Linked DNA regions of Mus musculus: regions 1 and 2 are each linked to region 3. A link is a contact called in public Hi-C and HiChIP or PLAC-seq data. All regions are on one chromosome and are shown on one strand. Each heading gives the region's core, a stretch centred on a gene start, on an enhancer-like site or on the middle of the called end of the contact. The rest is flanking DNA. Distances are from core to core; before and after follow the strand shown.

Region 1 (4,301 bases), core at 374-2,873, 74 kb after region 3:
TGTGTATGTGTGTGATTGTGTATATGTGTGTATGTGTGTGCTATTATGTGTATGTATATGTACTGGTATGTGTGTATGTGTGTATATGTGTCTGTGAGTATGTGCTGTGTGTGTATATATGTGTACGTGTGTGTGCTGGTACATGTGTGTATGTGCATGTTTATGTGTATCTCTGTGAGTATGAGTGTATATGTGAGTGTGTGACTGTGTGCAAGTGTATATATGTGTGCATATATGTGTGGCTGTGAGTATGTGTGTTTATGTGCTAGTGTGTGTATGTGTGTGTTTATGTGCTAGTGTGTGTGTGTATGTGTGTATATATGTGTGTGTGCTGGTGTGTTTCTTTGTATGTATGTGAGTATGTGTGTGTATGTATATGAATGTGTATCTGTGTCTGTGTGTGTGTTTGATCTTTCTTGTTTCACAGGTATAGAACCTGAAGACCAATTCTCCAGTAAAATACCTTTAAAGGAAGAGCAAGCTGGGACATTCCATGTACACCTTCTGCCATCTAGTGGTGATTTGCTATATGACATGGTGTGGATTCTCTTCTAGCTGAATTGGAAATAATCCGGATTTACAAGGGAGAAACACCTGCCTCCAGAAGCTGGGTCAACTTGAGTATCCAGGAGGAGTGCCACAGAAGACAGTGGAGTCATTGAGACATGGGTGGGTCCCCTAAGGGAAGTCTTGCAGGCCCTTGCAGTAAACTATCTGACTCAGATCATCAGTCCTAGCTTTGACATGCCACCCCCCCACCCCCCGACGACCTCATAGTCAGTCAGATGGAGATATAAGGAAGGCTTTGGGGACCAGGGGAGGGGGACCTGTGTCCTGTGTTCCAATCTTAGCCCTTGCTCTTCCTGGGAACTTTGAATATCAGCTCCTTTGGATGGATGGAAAGTGTGACAAGCTAGATTCTTCTTCCTGCAGTTCCTGTGCAGATCAAAGACACAGACAGCCTGTAAGATGGCTCAGTAGGTAGAGGTGCTTGCCACCACGCCTGATGACCTGAATTCAATCCCTGGGACCCACACAGTGGAAAGAGAAAACCACTTCTTGCGAGTTGTCCTCTGACATTCCCGAAAATCTAAGTCAGTCTTAGATTTTCTTAGACTTAGAAAAAAAATCTAAAGTCAGCCTTTGGACCAGATTGGGAGTTTGATACCAGAGCCAAGTCATGAGTGCCAGCCTTGGCAGAGCCAGCCCCTCCTAGGGGCAGGTCACGGGCTTCTGCCTTAGAAGCACTCTCCTACTTAATTAGCTGTAGTCATTATTGTCCTCATTTACAAAGAAACCGAGAGAGTCTCACTTCCAGGTAACAGTGGCTCTCCTGGGCACTTAATAGAAAGGCTCACACCTGTGTTCTCAGAGGTGACTGGTGAACTGGTTTGAGCTTGGAAAAGGGTTCTAAGGGCCTGAGGGTCAGATCCTGGTAGCTGTCTTTTGTCACCTCTTTTCCTGAGTTTCTTCATGCCCCCGGACTATAGCTTCTGTGGTCACATGGCATAGATGTCCGGCACTCTGATACATCTGCCCAGCTTCCCTGCTGCCAGGGCTCCTGGGAAGCTAATCCTCTAGGCAGAGGACAGCGAGGGATTAGAGCTGGAGAAATGAGGGCCACATCTGTCACGGCTGCTGGCAGTTTGGGCAAAGCTCATGCTGAGCGTTCAGGAAGACCCTTGAAACACAGGGATCCCGGTTGAAAGAGCTGAATTGTGGATTCCATTAGATCCTTCTGGAAGTAGGTAAAATGTGAGAGTCTGGGGCCTGGCAGATGGTTGTGGGGGAAGGAGCTGGAATTAGAGGCTGGTAGATTTGGGGTAGGTTTGGTGCCCTCCTTCAGGTTTGCCTGAGATAGAAGGGGTTCTGGGTCTTCTAGTGCAAGAAGCAGGATAGTCCTGGACAATCAGGCACTGCGAATCAGCCAGGCTTCTGAGCTTGGGAAGTGGGGTCCTCCTTCCCCACCATCCTCATTTTACCCCCTTTCTAGCTATTTTCTGTCCCTTCTTCTCCCAGGACATGTCTTTATTATTAATTTTATGTGTATGTATGTTTCCCCATTTATGCTTGTATCATGGGTAGGTCTGGCATCCCTGGAGAGTGTCAGAACCCCAGAAACTGTGGTTATAGATGGTTGTGAGCTACCATGTAGATGCAGGGAATTGAACCCAGATCCTCTGAAATAGCAGCAGTGCTCTTAAGCTCTGAGCCATCTCTCCGGGCCCTGTCTCCCCACTGCTCCCACTTCTTCTTGCCTTTGCTTCTCTTAGTTTCCTGTCCACAGGGTTTCCTGCGCTGCAGGCCAGAATCCTCAAGGAGCTGGAATCTTCCATGCCCTAAGGAAGATGAAGACTCGGGTGAGTCCCAATCAGGAAGTCACACATTTTCTTGGTCAACATCCCTAGCTCCTCCTCAGCTGCTTGCTCAGTGACTCTGCCCTCCTTCCCACCCTGGCTGCTTCACCTGCTTCCCCACCGGAGCCTCTGCTCTTGCTTGTTTCTCTCTGGAACAAGTAAAGCAACTATGACAGTTGAGCTAACACTTGTTATTGTAACACAACTTGTTTGCCAATCGATCCATGCTTCCTGCACAGCTCTGTAGGGGCTCACCTGAGCTCTCCCGGGGGGAGGGGCAGTCTTCTGGCTTCAAGAGGTGAAGTCATTTGTCCAGAGCTGGAAGGTGCAGAGCTGAGCTCAGGTTCTGTTTGTTGCCCTTTCCAGAGTGTTATACAAATGATGCTACAATCCGTCCGCGTTTGAGAATGGTTTATTTATTTCACTTAGCACAGTGCATTTAAGATTTATACATATTATTATATATATAGATACTCTATTCTTTATGTTGCTATGTAACATTCGATTGCATGGACCTATGAGTCATATTTTCATTCATCATTGAAGGATATTTGGTTGGTTCAGGCCTTTGAAAAGTTATAAGTAGCTAGGAGATGGCTCACTTGGTAAAGTACTCAAAGACCCAGGTTCAATCCCCAGTACTATATAAAAAACCTGAGGGGCAGTGGTTCGTACCCTCAATCCCAGTGCCGGGGAGGCAGGGACAGGCAGCTCTTTGGAGTTCTCTGGTCAGTCGGCTTCCTCTAGTCACAGAGCCTCATGTTCCAGCTGGAGATCCCGCCTCAAAAAACAAGAATAATGGAGAAAGGTATCTGATGTTGACTTTTGACTTCTATATGCACACACGTACACATGCATACACACATATGTACACATACATACACAATGCACATGTGCGCACATACACACACGTACACATACACATGTGCGCACATATACACATGTACACATGCATACACACATATGTACACATACATACACACATGCACACACACATGCACATATATACACATCTATTCATACACACATGCACACATACACATATATTTATACACACATACATTCATACAAACATGCACAAATACACACACACACATGAACACATATACACATACACTTGCATACATACATTCATACAAACATGCACACATGAACACTTACACAATGCACACATGCACACACATACACACATGCACAAATGCACACATACACATACATTCATACATAAATGCACACATACACACATGCTCACATGTACATATACACTCACGCACACATACACTTATATACACATGCACACATACATTCAAACATACACACACATGCACACATACACACATGCGTGCATACACACGTGCATTCATAAACACAGAGAAAAATGTGTTTTCACAAACGCTTAGTTACCTGGTACAGCTCCTAGACGCTCTGTTCCCACAGACAGCAGGCACTATTCGGGTACCAGCTCCAAGAGGGTGGAGATCCCTCCAGCCGGCTCACTGCCTCACCCCAGAAACCTGGTACAGCTCCGGGTGCCTAGTGACTGCTCAGGAGAAAGGTCGGGGACAAGGAAGGGAGCTTTCAGATGCAAGTCACCTTGTCAGATGTAAAGGGCGACACCTGGGATTCACTGCTGTTATGTGAAATTTCCTGGGGAGACTCGAACAAACGCTTAGTTACCCCAGAAAAAGCATCAATGACAGACCACAGAAATGACCCCACCCAAGTGTTATTTAGTGAGCTAATGAGTGTGTGGCGTCACACACAGGACTGGGGGTATCCTGGTTTCATTTCTGTTCACCATATGAGCCTTCTCTACCTGTTTGGGAAGGGTGGCCTGGTGAGATGTTCACCACAGTGAGCAGTGCCCACAGGCTGGGAGCTTCAGGCATGCCCACTTAGGTGCTCTGTCTGTAATTCTGATTTTTTAAATGTATTTTTAATGAT
Region 2 (4,078 bases), core at 1,288-3,787, 120 kb before region 3:
GGGCACCAGGATTGTCGAGGTGCCCTGTGCGGTCAGGCCGTGCCTTTGTTTACACTTTTTCTCAAGTTCTCAGCCCAGGAGTGAAAAGAGGTCCCTGTCACCTGGCCTTCAAGCCTCTCTAAGCCTGCCTGTCTTGCCCCTCCAGCACAGGTCATTTACTCCCTACAGCTCCGTCCCATCCAAAGCCTCTGCAGCAAGTACCTGTCCTGCGGTTGTTTGGTTGTTTGTTTGGTGCCTCTGCACAGCGACTGCCCCTGGGGAACCTTCTCTGCACCCCTTGCCTAGATGCCTCTGGCCTGTCTTGGAGGCTCAAGGCCAGGGTGACCCCTCCCATGTGCCTATACCCAAGGGCTTGTATACCTCTTCCTCTGCTTCTGCTTCCCACATTCTGCTCTCCCCAGCTGTGTGGAGGTTTCCTCCCGGGGGGGGGGGGGGCGGCAGAGATGGCACTTTGCACAAATGCTAGTCCCGGGAAGGACTGAGAATCTGAAGTGAACTCCCTCCATACACATAGCTATTTCCATCAACATTGCCCTGAGCAGTTCTATAAGCAGGTGCTATTAGAAGGTATTGATTGCTTTAGGTGTGTCCTTTTCTCCTGTCCTTTCTTCTTCCCTTTCTCCTCCTCCTCTTCCTCCTTTTTTCCTCTTCTTTCCCCCCCACCCCCCCACCATCATCACCATCATCATTATTTTGAGACAGTCTCATAGAGTCTAGACTGGGCTCAGACTCCCTGTGAATGTAGCCAGTGACCTTGAACTTCTAATCTTCCCTAGTGCTGGGATTAAGGCATGTGCCGCTACTCTTTGTTTATTAGATGCTGGGTGTTGAAGTCAGGTGTTTGTGCATGCTAGGCCAGTATGCTTCCAACTGAGCTATGTTGCGCATATCTTTCCCCAGGGCTGCTTCAGATAAAAGACACACACACACACACACACACACACACACACACACTCGTGACATGCCACTGTCTACTCTAAAGTATGTAGTTTTCAGCTGCAAGACCTCAGGGTAGGACCTTGGCAGCTGCCATGCTGGGCTGTGTATCAGGACCCTCTGGCCCTCCACAGGGGTTCAGCCAGGACACTAGTAGCACAGCCTATATTAAGGCCACCTATGTTTGGCATTGCTCAATCTCCCCATCTCCAGTGTGGGGAAAGAGCCAAGGGCCTAAAGAGAGGAGAGACGGCTGATTGAGGTGTGGCTGCCCATAACTCCTGTCTATTCATGCCGTGGATTTATTTGCCTGGGATCTGCGCTAAGACAAAAAGAACCTCTGCATTATTAATGACCATTGATCACAGCCTTCCAAAAAAGAGAGACTGAGAGAGATGGAGGCTCCAAGCCAATCACAAATGACAGACCAGGAGAGCAAGGGGTGGGGGCGGAAGGGGAGGGCCAGGTGGGCAGAGAGTTTGGCGCAAATAGAAGGACACGGAAGGACGCTGCAAGCAAGGCGTGGAATAGCTGCTGAGTTCTCAGTGTGCTGGTGTGCCAGATGTCAAACAGCTGTGTGGGTGCTGGTGGGTGTTTCCGGATCTCCCTATGCACTCCCCCCCAAAGGAGACTCAAAGACACAACTTTTACCAGGGATGAAGAGTCGCGGTCACTTCATGATGCTAATAGGGTCAATTCATCAAGAACACATAACCAGTCTACTGGTGGATGCTGGTGATAACAAGACATGAGAATATACAAACAGTAAGGAGACACAGTGGGTGGGCAAGGACACGGAAGGCCAGGTCCACCGGAGCTGTAAGGAACCTGGTCAAGCAGGAGTCTTTGCCCTCCCTGTCTTTGAACTCAGCTCTCTCTCTCTCTCTCTCTCTCTCTCTCTCTCTCTCTCTCTCTCTCTCTCTCTCTCTCTCTTTCTTTTTCTGGCTCTCTACATCCGCAGCCCCTACTAAACGCTGAATAAGGGAGCTGGCGGTCATATCTGCTGCCCCAACTTTGGGATCACTCTGCTTGCCCAGCAGGAAACTGTACTCATTCCACCTCTGGTGTGTGGCCGGGACGCTTCCTACCTCCGGTCTGTCCTGAGAGGCTGCTTTCCCGGTGAGACTTTCTCCCCTCCCCCGCCCTCCCACCGCCTCCGACCACCCTGTCCACTCCCCACCTCCTTTCTTGCTTTATTTTCCTCCTGAAACATCTGTCATCTCATTAAGTACATCGTATCCGCCCCAGTAGAACGTGAGCCCCAAGGGGCGGGGGTTGCACAATGGTTTTAAGCCCAGTGCATAGCCGGTGCAGATATAAAGCAGATCGATAAATACTTGCTAAATTAAAGGTAGGGGGCGGGAGACTCAGCTTGTGAGGAACCCGCGGATGGAGTCTAGGCACGGTCCACTTTCCCCGGACAGTCCATTCCTTCCTACAGGTGGGCCTCCTCCACCCGCATCCCCTGCGTCCTCCTACCGTGGGGTTGGGGCAGGGGCTCCGGGCGGGCCTCCCCTGCTGTGGGCGGGAGGCCGAGTGGGGAGCGAGCCCAGCGGGGGAGGAGCCGGGGAGCAGAGCACGGAGCAGCGGCGGGCGCGGGCAGGAGCCCGGAGCCCGAGCTGCAGGCGCGGAGGGCGGCGGCGCCCGGAGCTCAGCGGGGGTCGTGGAGGAGGCCGGGCTGCAGCCCTCAGGGGTGCGAGGCGCCCACGGCGTTGTTCCGTACCTCCCGGCAGGGAGCTGGTAAGCGCGGGAGCTTGGGGCGTCGCAGCCTCGCGGGGCTGAGCCTAGCCGGGCGGGTCCTGATGGGTCACCTGGCGTCCCGCCTCTGTGCGCCTCTCGGACGGGACAGGAGCGCACGGAAAGACGGTCCCAAAGGACCATCGGGGCCCGAAGGGAGCATCCCGGATGGTTGTCCAAAGCCCTGGATCGTGGGGTGGGTGGAGGGATTCCCCAGGGGAGGCTGCGGGACCCTGGGAGAGCGTCCTCCGTGTCCCGCGCTCTGGGAAGATCCCACTGGACAAGAGTGCCCCCCCACCTCGGCCCGAGGTGAAACGTCTACCCCCAGGTGGCCCCGGTGACGGCCTAGGGAATCGGGGAGCCCTCTACCGGCCAGGTCAGGGGTGACGCCAGTACGGGAGGGGACTTGAAGGAGCGTCCAGTTTGGAGCTCGGGTTTGGAAAGGGCCCTGACTTGCTTGTGACCTTGGGCAGGTCACTGCTTCTCTCTGAGCCTCAGTGTGCACATCTCTCAAATGGAGAGGACGCTTCCCTTCACTGCGGATTGGTGGGAGTGGGTGAGAGACCGTGGATGCCTTTTTATACGCGGTAAAGTTCTCTGCAAATCCTAGCTTTTCGAGCAACATCAGAACTGCAGAGAGCTCAGGGAGATTGGCTTTATTGCAGATGGGAAGAAGGTGGCAAAAATCTTGCCCAAAGTCTCAGTACTTGTAGAATGTAATACTCAACGCCCCCGGCCCGGCCCCCACCCCCACCCCCACCCCCACCTGCTCCCACTCGCTGGGTTTGGGGACCATCAGAGATTAAGATCCTAATACTCTCAGGCTGGCCACATTAGCAAACTAGCCCTGGCTACTTGCTTAGCTGCTTAGTCCTCTGAGCATTGGCTCCCTCCTATATGAAACGAGAGTGACAACGACCACACTCCAGGTTTGCTTTGCAAAATCAAATGGAATCACTGCCTAGTATTACATCTGACCTCAGACAGGAACTCGGCCTTCCTCGCCAGGCTTTGTAGTAGCAACCTCAGATCTCATCTTGGGAATTGCTTTATGGCAGTGGTCCTCAAACTCTGAGTCTCAACCCCTTTGAGACTCGACCGACCTTTTCACGGGGGTGGGGGTGCGGGTTGCCTAAGAGTTCAGAAAACACAGATACTTACATTATGATTTATAAAAGTAGCAAAATTACAATTATGAAGTAGCAACAAAAAAATAATGATTTTATGGTTGAGGGTCACCACCACATGAAGAACTGTGTTGAAGAGCGGCAGCATCAGGAAGGCTGAGAACACCTTATGGTGTTTTCTAGTGGCATTTGTGTTGCAGGTCTGTGCTTTCCTCTACATGCCAGTGACATTGGCTAGACTCTCAGCCCTTCCTATAATGGTCCTTTTATGACAACAG
Region 3 (4,197 bases), core at 1,237-3,736:
TCCTCTCTGGGGGCTGGAAACTTCAGCTGACTTCATCATTCTCCTCTTAGGAAATCCCCACACTGAGTAGACAGACCCGGCACAGCCTGTCTTTTAGGAAGTGCCCAGCAAATGGGAAAGCAAACAAAAATTCCTCTAGTCACTCCACAAGCAATAGCTCCATGAAAGGCATGGACAGACTGCTTCCCTCCCTTTGCTCCTCCATCCCCTGTGGGGGAAACCTTGCACTTTACCATGCTGACTGCTGATGCAAAGGCAAGCCCTCAGTATCTACGAGTAGACCATTTCAGAGATTTCATTGGAGGAAAGCCAATACCTGCCTGTTGAGGGCCTCAGATTTATGCAGTTCAAAGTGCATTAAGCCTTTTAGGAAGGCAGATAATAAACTTTTATCTCCTTACACTGACACTGACCACACGGGGAGTTAAGAACTGTTTGCTTGTTGCTGAATCTTCTGAAGCATTGTTTCAACTCAAAGGGATCCTCTTTGGCTACCTTTGTGAAGTAGATGTCATTGCCTTATCACTAGACTAGGAATTTGGAAAGCCACTTTTCCCCACCCCTCCTGGCTTTGTCATTCCTTGCTCTGTGATCTTTGGCAAGTCTTCTTGAAGCCTCAGTTTTCCCTATCTTTAAAATGAGTTCTTTGTTGGTTGCGTGCATGTGTACCCATGTGTCACCTGCAGATGCATGCTGGGGATTGAGCATAGGACCTGGTGTGCAAGGCAGGTGTTCTGCCACTGCTGCTTCCCAGCTCAGAATGAGTTCTATAGAGTGGATGACCTCTTAAGGCCTTAACTTTGTGTTCTACACTTGTTTCACCCATCAGTGTGAGCTGACTCTTGGTTTTGGAAGGTGATGTCCACATGAGTCTGGGGAACATCTTTCTGCCTTCAGTTGTTTCTGGGTCTTTTTTCTCTTTTCCTCATGTGTCTGTCATGGGGATGAGTCTGTAAGGCCTGTTTTCAATGAGGTAAAGGGATTGGATTGGGTGGTCTCAGGTTTATGTGGCTCTTGCCCAGTGCCACATTTCCTGGCTTTCAAGCTAGGTGCTTTTTATAACGTAAGTCTGTTTGATTCCTGTTCCCGTGCCTTTCCTGTGAATTTCCTGGCCACAGGGAAGACACAGGACATCCTCAGGAGGACTGAGTAGTCTCCCTTCACCCTTCTTAGCACACACACACTGGCACTTATCTGCCCTTGTCTGCATCAGACTCAGCCATCCTGCCAGGGTGTGGGGAGATCTACCATGTTTTGTTTGTTTGCTTCCCCCAGCCCCCAAGGGACAGGAATAACTAGCACTTCTGTTTTAATGGAGTTTTGCTAACCTGAGGGCATTGCCATGTGTCTTGCCTCCACATCCCAACTTGATAGACAACTAAGATAGTGTTTTCAAGATCTGTTCCTGCTGCTGCTTTTAGGTTACTGGCCAGAAACTCCTTAATTCAAGGCTGCAACCTCTCACTTGCAGTGCCCCCTGCCACTCTCCTGTACCAATTGGCAGCCCTGAGAGTTAAAAGGAAACAGACCCCTGTGGTGGTCCACTGAAGAGTATAGGAAATTAAGTCTGTGGCTCTTCTCTGCTGATAAAAACAGAGGGGCACCAAGCCCTGCCTCAAAATATCTCGTCAATAATTTTTGTCTTTGGGTGTTGAGCCCTGGATTCTTCTGGTGCTGTAGCTCCTGGTGCCAAAGTCTGGATCTTTCCACATTTTAGCAGCACCAACACCTGCTGCTATTTGAAATGTTCTGTGGAAAAGGGACAGCTGTGGGATGCCATTTTGAAAATCTGAGTGCAATAGCATTTGATTGTAACAATTATTTCAGGATATTTTGTTTCTTTAGTCTGCACACTTTGTAGTCCTGCCATAAAGTAGATTTTATTTTTAAATACCTTCAGCATTGCAAATGTTTATACCAAGCAAATGGAGGCTAGAGGGTTCAAGTCCCCTTGGGCCTCATATGGATGGCTAGACTGACTCTGATTTCAAGGTCGAAAGACATATCACTTCTGAAAACACCAAGATGTAACCTTTGGGCCCAAGCCAGAAGCTGCAGGAAGCCTCCACATAGAAGGGAGACTGGTATTCAAACCATTGTCTAATCAAGCCAAATATTCCCCACTAAAAGACCCACTTTCCTGACAGTGCTTCTCTAAAGTTTGGGTAGGTGGCTAAATTGAGCCAGCAGGTCAGGAGTCTATGAGAGTTCTGAGTACAGGAACCTGGTCCTGGATATGCTTGGTTGGAGGATGAAGAGCTGGCTACATGCCAGGAACTGCTATCTTCCACTTGCTGCTGTTACCAGCTACTCTGGTATTGAAACAATCAGAAAAGGCTGCAGGGTGGCAGGCCAGGAAGCTAAGACAACTCTGAGGCAGTGAGACAGTTCAAATGAGTTGAAGAGATCTGTGTGGGACCAAGGCTACAGGCAAGCTTGCACACCAGCCATCCCTCTCAAGTGGCAGGGGCCGGTGCCTAGAGCAATAGTGGATTTCTTGTCCTGGGCTGTGTTAGTTGTTTAGATTTAATGGGTCAGTAAAGGAACAGGGACTCAGAGGCTGGCCCATGGCCACCTTTGTTGGCATGGGTTTCTATTCTGACAAAGAATGCTTTGTAAGAGCTGCTTTTTAGGGATTATCTTTTAAACACCCTGAATGGGGAACAGGGTTCTCCTCTACCACCTCAACCAGAGTCATAGGAAAGAGGTCCTATTTTCCTGCTGCTTCACAGCTCAGAACATGTATTGAATGGAATGTATTTTTAAGAGAATAAAGTCTATTTTTTTGTATTTTAAAGATTGAGAGGGCTAGAAAGGTAGATAGCCCTTAAATAAACTTACGCATGATAGGTCCTTTGCTGGGGCCTCAGCTGTTGGTCTACACCTGCCCAGGCAGGTGGCTCTGGCTTCACCTCTGCCCCTTGGAGTCTAGGTGCAGCAGCTTCTACATTCCTGCTCCAAGCACGGGACCAGAGAGGCCAGAACCTGCCTCTGGAAAGCAGGGCACAGCCACAGGCAGTGGCTCAGGGCTCCTTGGGTGCATGTGTATAGTTGAAGCTGCCTGTCTGCATGTATCCTTTGGCTGTAATGCTCTCTGTTGGCTCTGCAGCACAATATTGTAACCAATAAAGCTCCCTTGTTTCTATATGCTCCTTTGAGTCAGTGATGCCAATTTTGTCAATATAATTTCTGGAAACAGCTGTTATCTCTGAATTGGTACTGCTGGTATAGCATTTCACAAATTTAGGCAAAATACAGAGTTAAAACTAGCAGCTAACTCTTTGCTCTATTTTCTTTTTAGCCTTGTCTGTTGTCAAAGAGAATTTCTCTGAAATTATATGCCTTTAATCCCAACAGTTTTAGGATAGCCAGGTCTACACAGTGAGACCTTGTCTTAAAAGCATCTGCCATTTACTGTGCCAGAAATCACCCTTCCATCTCTAACATCATTTTTCTATTGCTGTCACACGGGGAGATTAGGAGAAAAGCCCCCACTCCATTTTCATCGTCTAACCAAACCCAGAATAATGTTCCTTAACTCAGCTTCATTTAGAGCTAGGTATAGTGATGCAGACCAATAATCCCAGTACATGGAGGCAAAAAGATCTTGAGTTCAAGGCACAAGATCTGAGTATGCACGCGCACACACACACACACACACACCCCACACACACCACTATAGCAGTGAAGACTTTACAGATACTATATTTAGAGATGGGGAGATTATATTTGGGGTATAGGTACTATTATAGCAGCTATAGAGGAGACAGTTCAATTACAAGGTGCTCTATGCCAACACATGATCACCAGCACATGAGAAGTGCAAAGAAACATTCCCATGTAACCTTTCATTTAATAGACTGCCATTAAGAACTATAGTGGGGCTGGAGAGAGAGCTCCATGGTTAAGAGCAGTTGCAGCTCTTGGAGAGAACACGTTTGGTTCCTAGCACCCAAATGAAGGCTCATGGGCACCAAACCCACATAGGCAAACACTGATACACAAAAAGCTTTAAAAAAGAAGCTTTAAAAAAGGTGCTGCATGTGTAGGAGAGCCCTCGGACCCTCCTCACAGACAGGGAGAGAACAGATGAGCTATTGCCAGAGGTAGGATTTTGCATTTCCAAGGGAGCAGCACTTGTGTACTGTGTATATACAACTTTAATCCAAAAGATCCAAAAGTTAGAGAGATGGTTCA

What was found. A called contact is a pair of places that touch in the nucleus more often than the background predicts. HiChIP or PLAC-seq counts read pairs in DNA pulled down with a chosen protein or histone mark.
Region 1: a Hi-C map of stem cell-derived neural progenitor cells shows a contact between it and region 3, with 2.1 times the contacts expected there. The contact joins the promoter of Lactbl1 here to the enhancer-like site in region 3. A contact is called at or near these places in 20 of 39 promoter capture datasets (the 3T3-L1 cell line, 3T3-L1-derived adipocytes, the C10 cell line and 15 more), 50 of 484 Hi-C or Micro-C datasets (3T3-L1-derived adipocytes, 8-cell embryo, B cells and 26 more), 4 of 115 datasets of contacts at active chromatin or transcription factors (the 230-238 cell line and embryonic stem cells) and 5 of 9 other capture datasets (adipose tissue, embryonic stem cells, liver and 2 more).
Region 2: an H3K4me3 HiChIP or PLAC-seq map of stem cell-derived neural progenitor cells shows a contact between it and region 3, with 3 times the contacts expected there. The contact joins the promoter of Htr1d here to the enhancer-like site in region 3. A contact is called at or near these places in 19 of 39 promoter capture datasets (the 3T3-L1 cell line, 3T3-L1-derived adipocytes, the C10 cell line and 11 more), 3 of 484 Hi-C or Micro-C datasets (the F1.1 cell line, bone marrow-derived macrophages and embryonic retina), 5 of 115 datasets of contacts at active chromatin or transcription factors (embryonic stem cells and stem cell-derived neural progenitor cells) and 5 of 9 other capture datasets (adipose tissue, embryonic stem cells, liver and 2 more).

The regions. Positions count from the first base shown.
Region 1 is chr4:136,620,998-136,625,298 of GRCm38.p6, forward strand. It overlaps Lactbl1 (lactamase, beta-like 1), which reads left to right and starts at 1,624. Exons shown (of 8, transcript NM_001243262.1): 1 at 1,624-1,744; 2 at 2,288-2,360. The coding sequence starts at 2,349.
Region 2 is chr4:136,422,075-136,426,152 of GRCm38.p6, forward strand. It overlaps Htr1d (5-hydroxytryptamine (serotonin) receptor 1D), which reads left to right and starts at 2,538. Exons shown (of 2, transcript NM_001285484.1): 1 at 2,538-2,676.
Region 3 is chr4:136,546,170-136,550,366 of GRCm38.p6, forward strand. It overlaps Luzp1 (leucine zipper protein 1), which reads left to right. Exons shown (of 5, transcript NM_024452.2): 5 at 1-3,149. Among named protein-coding and RNA genes, the nearest start is that of Kdm1a, 54 kb to the right of the region's middle. Within about 2 kb of position 2,487, at least 36 of the 459 cell types and tissues checked have an H3K27ac peak or open chromatin away from gene starts, as enhancers often do. A contact at or near this core is called in hippocampal neurons, neural progenitor cells and stem cell-derived neural progenitor cells, where this site is marked.